Linked DNA regions of Mus musculus: region 2 is linked to region 1. The links are chromatin contacts, called in public HiChIP or PLAC-seq maps. All regions are on one chromosome and are shown on one strand. Each heading gives the region's core, a stretch centred on a gene start, on an enhancer-like site or on the middle of the called end of the contact. The rest is flanking DNA. Distances are from core to core; before and after follow the strand shown. Region 1 overlaps Mtus2 (microtubule associated tumor suppressor candidate 2). Region 2 has its middle 32 kb from the start of 2210417A02Rik.

The links. HiChIP or PLAC-seq counts read pairs in DNA pulled down with a chosen protein or histone mark.
Region 2: an H3K4me3 HiChIP or PLAC-seq map of the SCID.adh cell line shows a contact between it and region 1, with 10 read pairs. The contact joins two enhancer-like sites. A contact is called at or near these places in 1 of 115 datasets of contacts at active chromatin or transcription factors (the SCID.adh cell line) and 1 of 9 other capture datasets (embryonic stem cells).

The regions. Positions count from the first base shown.
Region 1 is chr5:148,267,119-148,270,250 of GRCm38.p6, forward strand. All of the region lies in intron 7 of Mtus2 (microtubule associated tumor suppressor candidate 2), which reads left to right. Among named protein-coding and RNA genes, the nearest start is that of Gm46928, 120 kb to the left of the region's middle. Within about 2 kb of position 1,428, at least 2 of the 459 cell types and tissues checked have an H3K27ac peak or open chromatin away from gene starts, as enhancers often do. A contact at or near this core is called in the SCID.adh cell line, where this site is marked.
Region 2 is chr5:148,708,415-148,711,764 of GRCm38.p6, forward strand. No RefSeq gene overlaps it. Among named protein-coding and RNA genes, the nearest start is that of 2210417A02Rik, 32 kb to the right of the region's middle. Within about 2 kb of position 1,252, at least 162 of the 459 cell types and tissues checked have an H3K27ac peak or open chromatin away from gene starts, as enhancers often do. A contact at or near this core is called in the SCID.adh cell line, where this site is marked.

The DNA of each region.
Region 1 (3,132 bases), core at 178-2,677:
AAAGTGAGTCTGCCCTGGTTTCTGTTAGATCAAATTGCTAAAATAATAGCCTTCCTTATATTACTATTGCATTTAAGGATTTTTGGAAAATAATTTGTTATTCATCTCTGAAGAAGCATGCTGTTTGATGAACTGCCATTTGTTTTAGCTGTGAAACCCCAAGTTCAGTACCTCAGTTTCCTGTGATAAAAATGTAAAACGTTAATTAATAGACCTTCTCATTACTGGGACACCCGTATTTCTTGATATTTTTTTCTTCTTTTTCATGTTTCAGAATAGTTTTTCCAGCATAGGGTTTAATGGCTGCATATTTAGGTGCCTTTTAAAGGAGTGGGGACTTCTTTTAAAATAAGAGCAGGCGTTGTTTTGCTAATACTTGCTTTTCAGGATCACTTCACAAGAAGTGTGTGTGCCCAAGTCCTTCCTTCACTCCATAGCTGTTGTGCAAGCACTGTGATGTAGGAGACTTAGTAGAGCATTTCATTCTGCCTCCTGCTTTGGGCATAGCTGGCTGTGAGTTTCAGCAAGCCCCACCCTCTGCTAGTCCTCTCACTGTAAGCCCCGCCCTCCATTAGCCCTCCCACTGTAAGCCCCGCCCTCTGTTGGTCCTCCCACTGTAAGCTCCGCCCTCTGTTGCCCCTCACCATCCAGCATCAACACAGTTTGAAAAGTGTTAGGGTGAAGTAGAAGTCATCAGAAACTTTTCCTGATAGCTCTAGCCCAGCAAGTTATCCCTCTGAAACCAAACCTTTCCTACTACCGTCACTTAACTATGTGAGAGGACATAGGAACTTCAGAGATAACATTTTTTTTCAGTTTGGTTACACAGTAGCTAAGATGTTCTTTTTTTTTTTTTTTTTTTAAATGGTGAGCTCTGTAACTTTGTAAACCATCTCCGAAAGGAGGGTAGAAAAGCGGCTCCAGGAAATGGCTCTCTACTGTGATGCACCAGGAGAAACTGTACAGTCTTCCTATAAGGCTAGGAAAGTGTCACCTGGAAATAGCTCTCTACCATGGTGGACCAGGAAAAACTGTACAATCTTCCCAGAGAACAAAAGGAAAATAAAACTGCTCAGCAAGAAAATGTTTAAAAAAAAAAAAAAAAAAAAACACCTATCCATGTTGGGGCTGGAGAGGTGGCTCAGTGGTTAGAGCACTGGCTGCTCTGTGGAGGATCTGGGTTCAATTCCGAGCACCCACAAGTGACTCACAACCATCTGTAACTGTGGTTCCAGGAGATCCAATGCCCTCTTCTGGCCTCCTCTGGCACTGCATGCAGATACTGAACATATACATGCATACAAAAATACATACAGTCAAATACACACCCATGCACGTAAAATAAAAATAAACAAGTCTTTAAAAGCTATGCATGCCTGTTGTCTTCCTGCCCACACCTAGCTATCCAATTGGCCATATGTGTCACTGCTGTCCTCCAGGCCTGGTTGCTGCAGACTATCAGTGAATGATCTAGAAACGTGACCAGCCTTTTCCCAGTTACTGATTCCCTTGCGCTTCTACATTCTCCCAAGGAAGTACAGATAGTATAGACATCCATGACACACACAGAGAGCAACCAAACAGTAGTTACAGACTAGAGGATAATTAAATGAAGGTTCTGGCCACTGCACGACTGGGAAAAAGCTGGAAAAGAATCATAAGTGAGGCTCATGGTGGGGGTGGGGATGGGGCGGAGTTTTAAGGATGGGGCGGGGTTTTGTTAAACTGACATGGAGTGGGGATTGAGCTACAAACAAAGAGTTCACCAGGAAGTGCTTTTGCTCCGATGTGATGAAGCACAAAAGGATAGTTCTCACTTAGACTAAACTCTGGAAAATACAGTACAGAGAGTGCAGAGACCTCTCCCGCCTGGAAGCCAGGCTTGCGGTTTCTTTACTTGTATTAATGGAGAAGTGTAGATCTCCCAGAGTTTTGTTGTTGTTGTTTGGTTTTGGCTTTGGGGTTCATTTCATTTGGGGGAAGGTTGCTTTTGGTTTTGTTGTTTGTTTGTTTGCTTGCTTGCTTGCTTGCTTGCTTGCTTGCTTGCTTTTTAGCAGAGATGCAATCTGACTGCACTGTTCATACTTTTGGGAAGGTAGACTAAAGGAAGGGAGAATCTACAAAGAGCCTAAAAGCGTCTTAAGTGCTACACAAATGTATTAAAACTCCCTTCGCTGGCTTCTTCTCTTTCTGCTGCTTGCTCTCTAGGATGCTCCTGCCTTGCATGTTCAATTAGCATTTCCTGCTCCTTGGCCTCATCCGTCTCTGTTTCCAGTTGCTTGTTAGCCATCCAGATGTGGATACCCTTGTTATCTTCCTGCTAGGATGATGCTCCCTCATTAGCCACCGTCTCCTGGGTAAACAAGATGTTTCTTTTAACTAGGGATTCTCCCAGCATGCACAGGGACAAAGACTGGACCAACCTTTTAAGTTCAGTCACTCTGGTTTCTTTTAATACAGGGTTTGACTACATTGTTCACACAATCAGACAGTCGAGTATATGGTAGAGTATTGAATATGAGCAGTACTTCCTGTTAAATGGGTTTTTGTTGTTGTTAAATTTCATTTCATAGTAGAAAAGTGGGTCGTTATACAAACACACTGTAGCTTGAGTTAATTAGTTGAGAAAGAAATAAAACTTATTGATTATTTCAAATATTGTATCAGCACTATCTTGAAACTGTAGCAGAAAGAAGACTAAAGGTTGCCCCCTACCTCTTGGGATGCCCTCCCTGAGCTCTGTTATAAATCCGGCCACACTTTTTAATATTCACACTGAAAATGAATGGTCTGTGCACGGAGAGCCATGGAAATTACTGCAGAGTTACACGTGTTCTGTGACTGGCTCACCTGAAGATGCCAAGGAAAACCTCTCTCTCTCTCCCCCAGCATGACACATTTTACCAAGTTAAGCCAGATGTATAGGTAAGAGGCAGTATTGTTCAGGGGAGAGCTCCTGACTTCTTTGCAGCTTAGTATGTAAGTGTCATGTGTGAAATTTAATTCACAGAAGAAAGGACTTAGTTATTTACTCAAATATCAGAATGCTAAGAAAGATCCCTCCCCTCTTTGTTCTCTGAGGCAGGGTCCTACTGTATAACCCAAGCTGGGCTGGAACCTACAACCTCTGCC
Region 2 (3,350 bases), core at 2-2,501, 440 kb after region 1:
AATGTGGAATTACACTAAAGACTCCCTTCGGGGCACAGCAAATGACTTTTTTTCCCCTCAAGGCCAGCAGTGAAGAACAACTGATTACAGACTGAGCTACAAGCCTCAGCCCCTGACTGAGGCTGTCACAGCAAGGAAGGAGCCATGCTGGAGGGTCGTGTGCAGAGATCCCTACAGAGTGCCACGGAATTAATTGTGCATCTTTAATGGAGTGCATCTTTAGCTGACCTAGGGCCCGATTCTTGCCCTTAAAGAGTAAATAAAGTCCTTAAAACTAGCAAAAGGTGATGTGAGGTCCAGTATGTAAAAGGCACGTCGCTCTTGACGCTTCGTCCTTTAACAAGATACCCTGGATGTTTTTTGGATGGCCCTCAAAGACTTTAAGGGGTTACCACATCCAGATAAGAGGGACTGTGGTGCTAAAAATATAGAAAGGGCTTGTGGAGGAAGATCTGGGAACTTTAATGGAAAAGCCTGCCGCTCTTAAGTAAAAATAAGGGGACCAGAGAGAGGACTGAGAAGCCCCAGCCCCAAGCCCAGCTTTGTCTCCTGCCCCCAGTGAGTGAATTGACTCTCTTTAAACCCTAAAAGCAAGTGGCTCCAGTAGATGGAATCCCAGGAGCACCCAATCCGAGGTGCAGAGGAGAAGCAGGGCGGGGCAGAGATACCTGGGGTGGGGGAGGGGTCTCTGCAGGTGCCACCACAGGAAGCACTCTCCTCTGTCACCCGTCCTGATGTGGCATGATTGGTTTTTAAAGCCTTTTAAACCCTATTTTTACACCGAGCACATTTCTCTTCTCTTTCAAAGGAACAAAGGGATCACACAGCCCACATGCCCTTCAAACTGGCAGCTGGGGAGGAAAGGCAGGGTGCAGATCTGCAGCCACAGAGAGCTGGTTCCCCCACGTCCGCCTCCTGCATCCGACAGAAGGGCAGCCAGCAGATGCAGGCTCCGTGGAGCCACCCATCCCGAAGGTTTCCAGTGCCCTGGCAACCAATTATTACAGTGGCATTCAGTAGTTTAGGGAAGGTTAAACCCCTGTCTTTCTCCCAGATACTTAGATGACCCTGGTCAGAAAGTCCGGTGTCCTTCCATGTGACCAGGGTGAACCCACTGTGACATGCTTTACCTGCTGTACGCACACACAAGTACTCGAAGGGTTTTATTACATTGGCATCTGCATTGCTTAAGGAAAACAATCTCCTTTCACTTTCTGGGTTTCTCTTAAAATGGAAAATATTAGCACTATTACTCACACAGTTATTTTAAAAATGGAAGGACAGATGATTCATCTCCAACTCCAGAGATAGAGAGTAAGTATTGGGGTGACTTCTCTGAGCCTTTGAGTTTTGGTCTCATTAGGAGAGACACCTGGCCAGCATGCATGGCGTCTCCCAGGCCTCTTCCAATCTCATCGAGTTCTAAGAATCCCAGGTCTCCCCACCCCTCAGTCCTGAACCCCTACCGATCCCATCTGGATCTCGAGTGTGCTTAGCTAAGACCTTACAGTGGGTTGCTAAGTGCTTGTATTATGCCCTCTGAAAAGTCAGAGCAGGAAGCAAAGTTGCAAGGGAAAAAAATCCATACTCGTGATAAAGATTCTGCAAGGAGATTGGCTGATTAGAACTTCCCAGTGGTTCAGAGTAGAAATGTTATAGATTCAGAGTCCAAGTTATCTTACACCGAAAACTCCTCTTCATAGCTGTTCTCTGTGTCCAACCTGACACCGTGTGACCCTCAGGCGCAGGTTTTTAGATTGCATTATTTAGGTCTTTGTCAACTTGACACTATCAGGCTGGCCTGTAGGAAAGTCTGGGGACATTTGCTTAGCCATTGATGTGGAAGGGTCTAGCCTACTGCAGCCCTGAGACAGGTGGTCCTGGGCAATATAAAAAAGTTAGCTGAGAAATCAGTTCAAGGGAAGCCAGGCAGTAAGCAGCGCTCCTCGGTGGCCTCTGCTTCAGTCCCTGCCTCCAGGTTCCTGCCAGAATTCTTGCCCTGACTTCCCTCAGGGATGGACGATGAGCTGTGAGCTGAAATAAACTCTCACAGGTTGCTTTGGATGCCAATGGAAAGTGAATTAAGACAAGATCTTTGCTTCCACAAATCCAAAGTGAAGAATGTCATGGGACCACATCAGACATCCATAGCAGGTTTCTTTCCTTTTGTTCTAACCCACCTACCTGATGTTCCCATGAATAGATCTGGGGAATGCCTTGATTTATGTATGACTTTCTTTTATTCGGGGATTATGACAGCTCGATGAAATTATTTCCATGTTGTAACATTGAATTTGGGGTAACCCTAATCCCTGCCCCTAGGCCTCTGCCATGAATATTTATCTCAGGAATAAACTTCCCCTGTCCCCTTTAAGAGGAGAGATGCATTTCATGAACAACAGAAGCTCAGGACCCCAATAAAAGCCAAACCTATCCCTCCCTCCAACACAGACCATGGTCACTAGTTCTGCTTGGGGGTTCTCCTGTAGGTTTGCCCACCAGTGACTTTGAATGCCCATGGACAAGCTTCATGGCTCCTGAATCTGCAATCTGCACATCACTTTAGAAACAGAAAAGAGAAAAGCATTGAACACACAGAGCTGTGAGGAAAACATAGATTTGGAGACATACACCTACACACACACACAAAACATCCCACTACCACCACCACCACCACCACCACCAACAACAACAACAACAACAACATTACTAGATGTTGCTGCCAAGGAAATCCTAAATCAAGGTAATGAGGCTTCTAGTAGTTGCCCAATAGCATTTGTTGTGAAGGAGGTCTCATATGATAGAAAGATACTAAACAAATCTATTAACGCTAGAGGGGTGGCTCAGAGGTTAAGAGCACTTGGCTGCTCTTGCAGGGGACTCAAACTTGCTTCCTAGCATCCACATGGTAGCTCATAGTTACAGGGGATATGATGCCTTCTGGCCTCTACTGGTACTGCACATTCACGGTACATATACATACATTCAGGCAAACACTAATACACATAAAATTAAAGGGATCTTTAAAAGAAACATATGTGTCAACTACAGGATAAGTTGGTTGCTAGGTAAACCCCATTCTAAGAGGAGTATGGCATTTTTTAAAGAGGAAGCTATTTGGGGAAGAGACAGCGAAGTTTTAATAAGTTCCCACATACTGGGTTCTGAACCGATTCTCTGCCAAGGGTCAGTCAATACTTGAGCCTATAAACTACTTGTGACAACTTTCTGTTCAAATGTGTCATTGCTCTTTAAGACAGTATCTCAGGTCTGGAGAGATGACTCAGCGGTTAAGAGCAATGACTGCTATTCCAGAGGCGGTGAATTTAATTCCCAGCAACCACATGGTG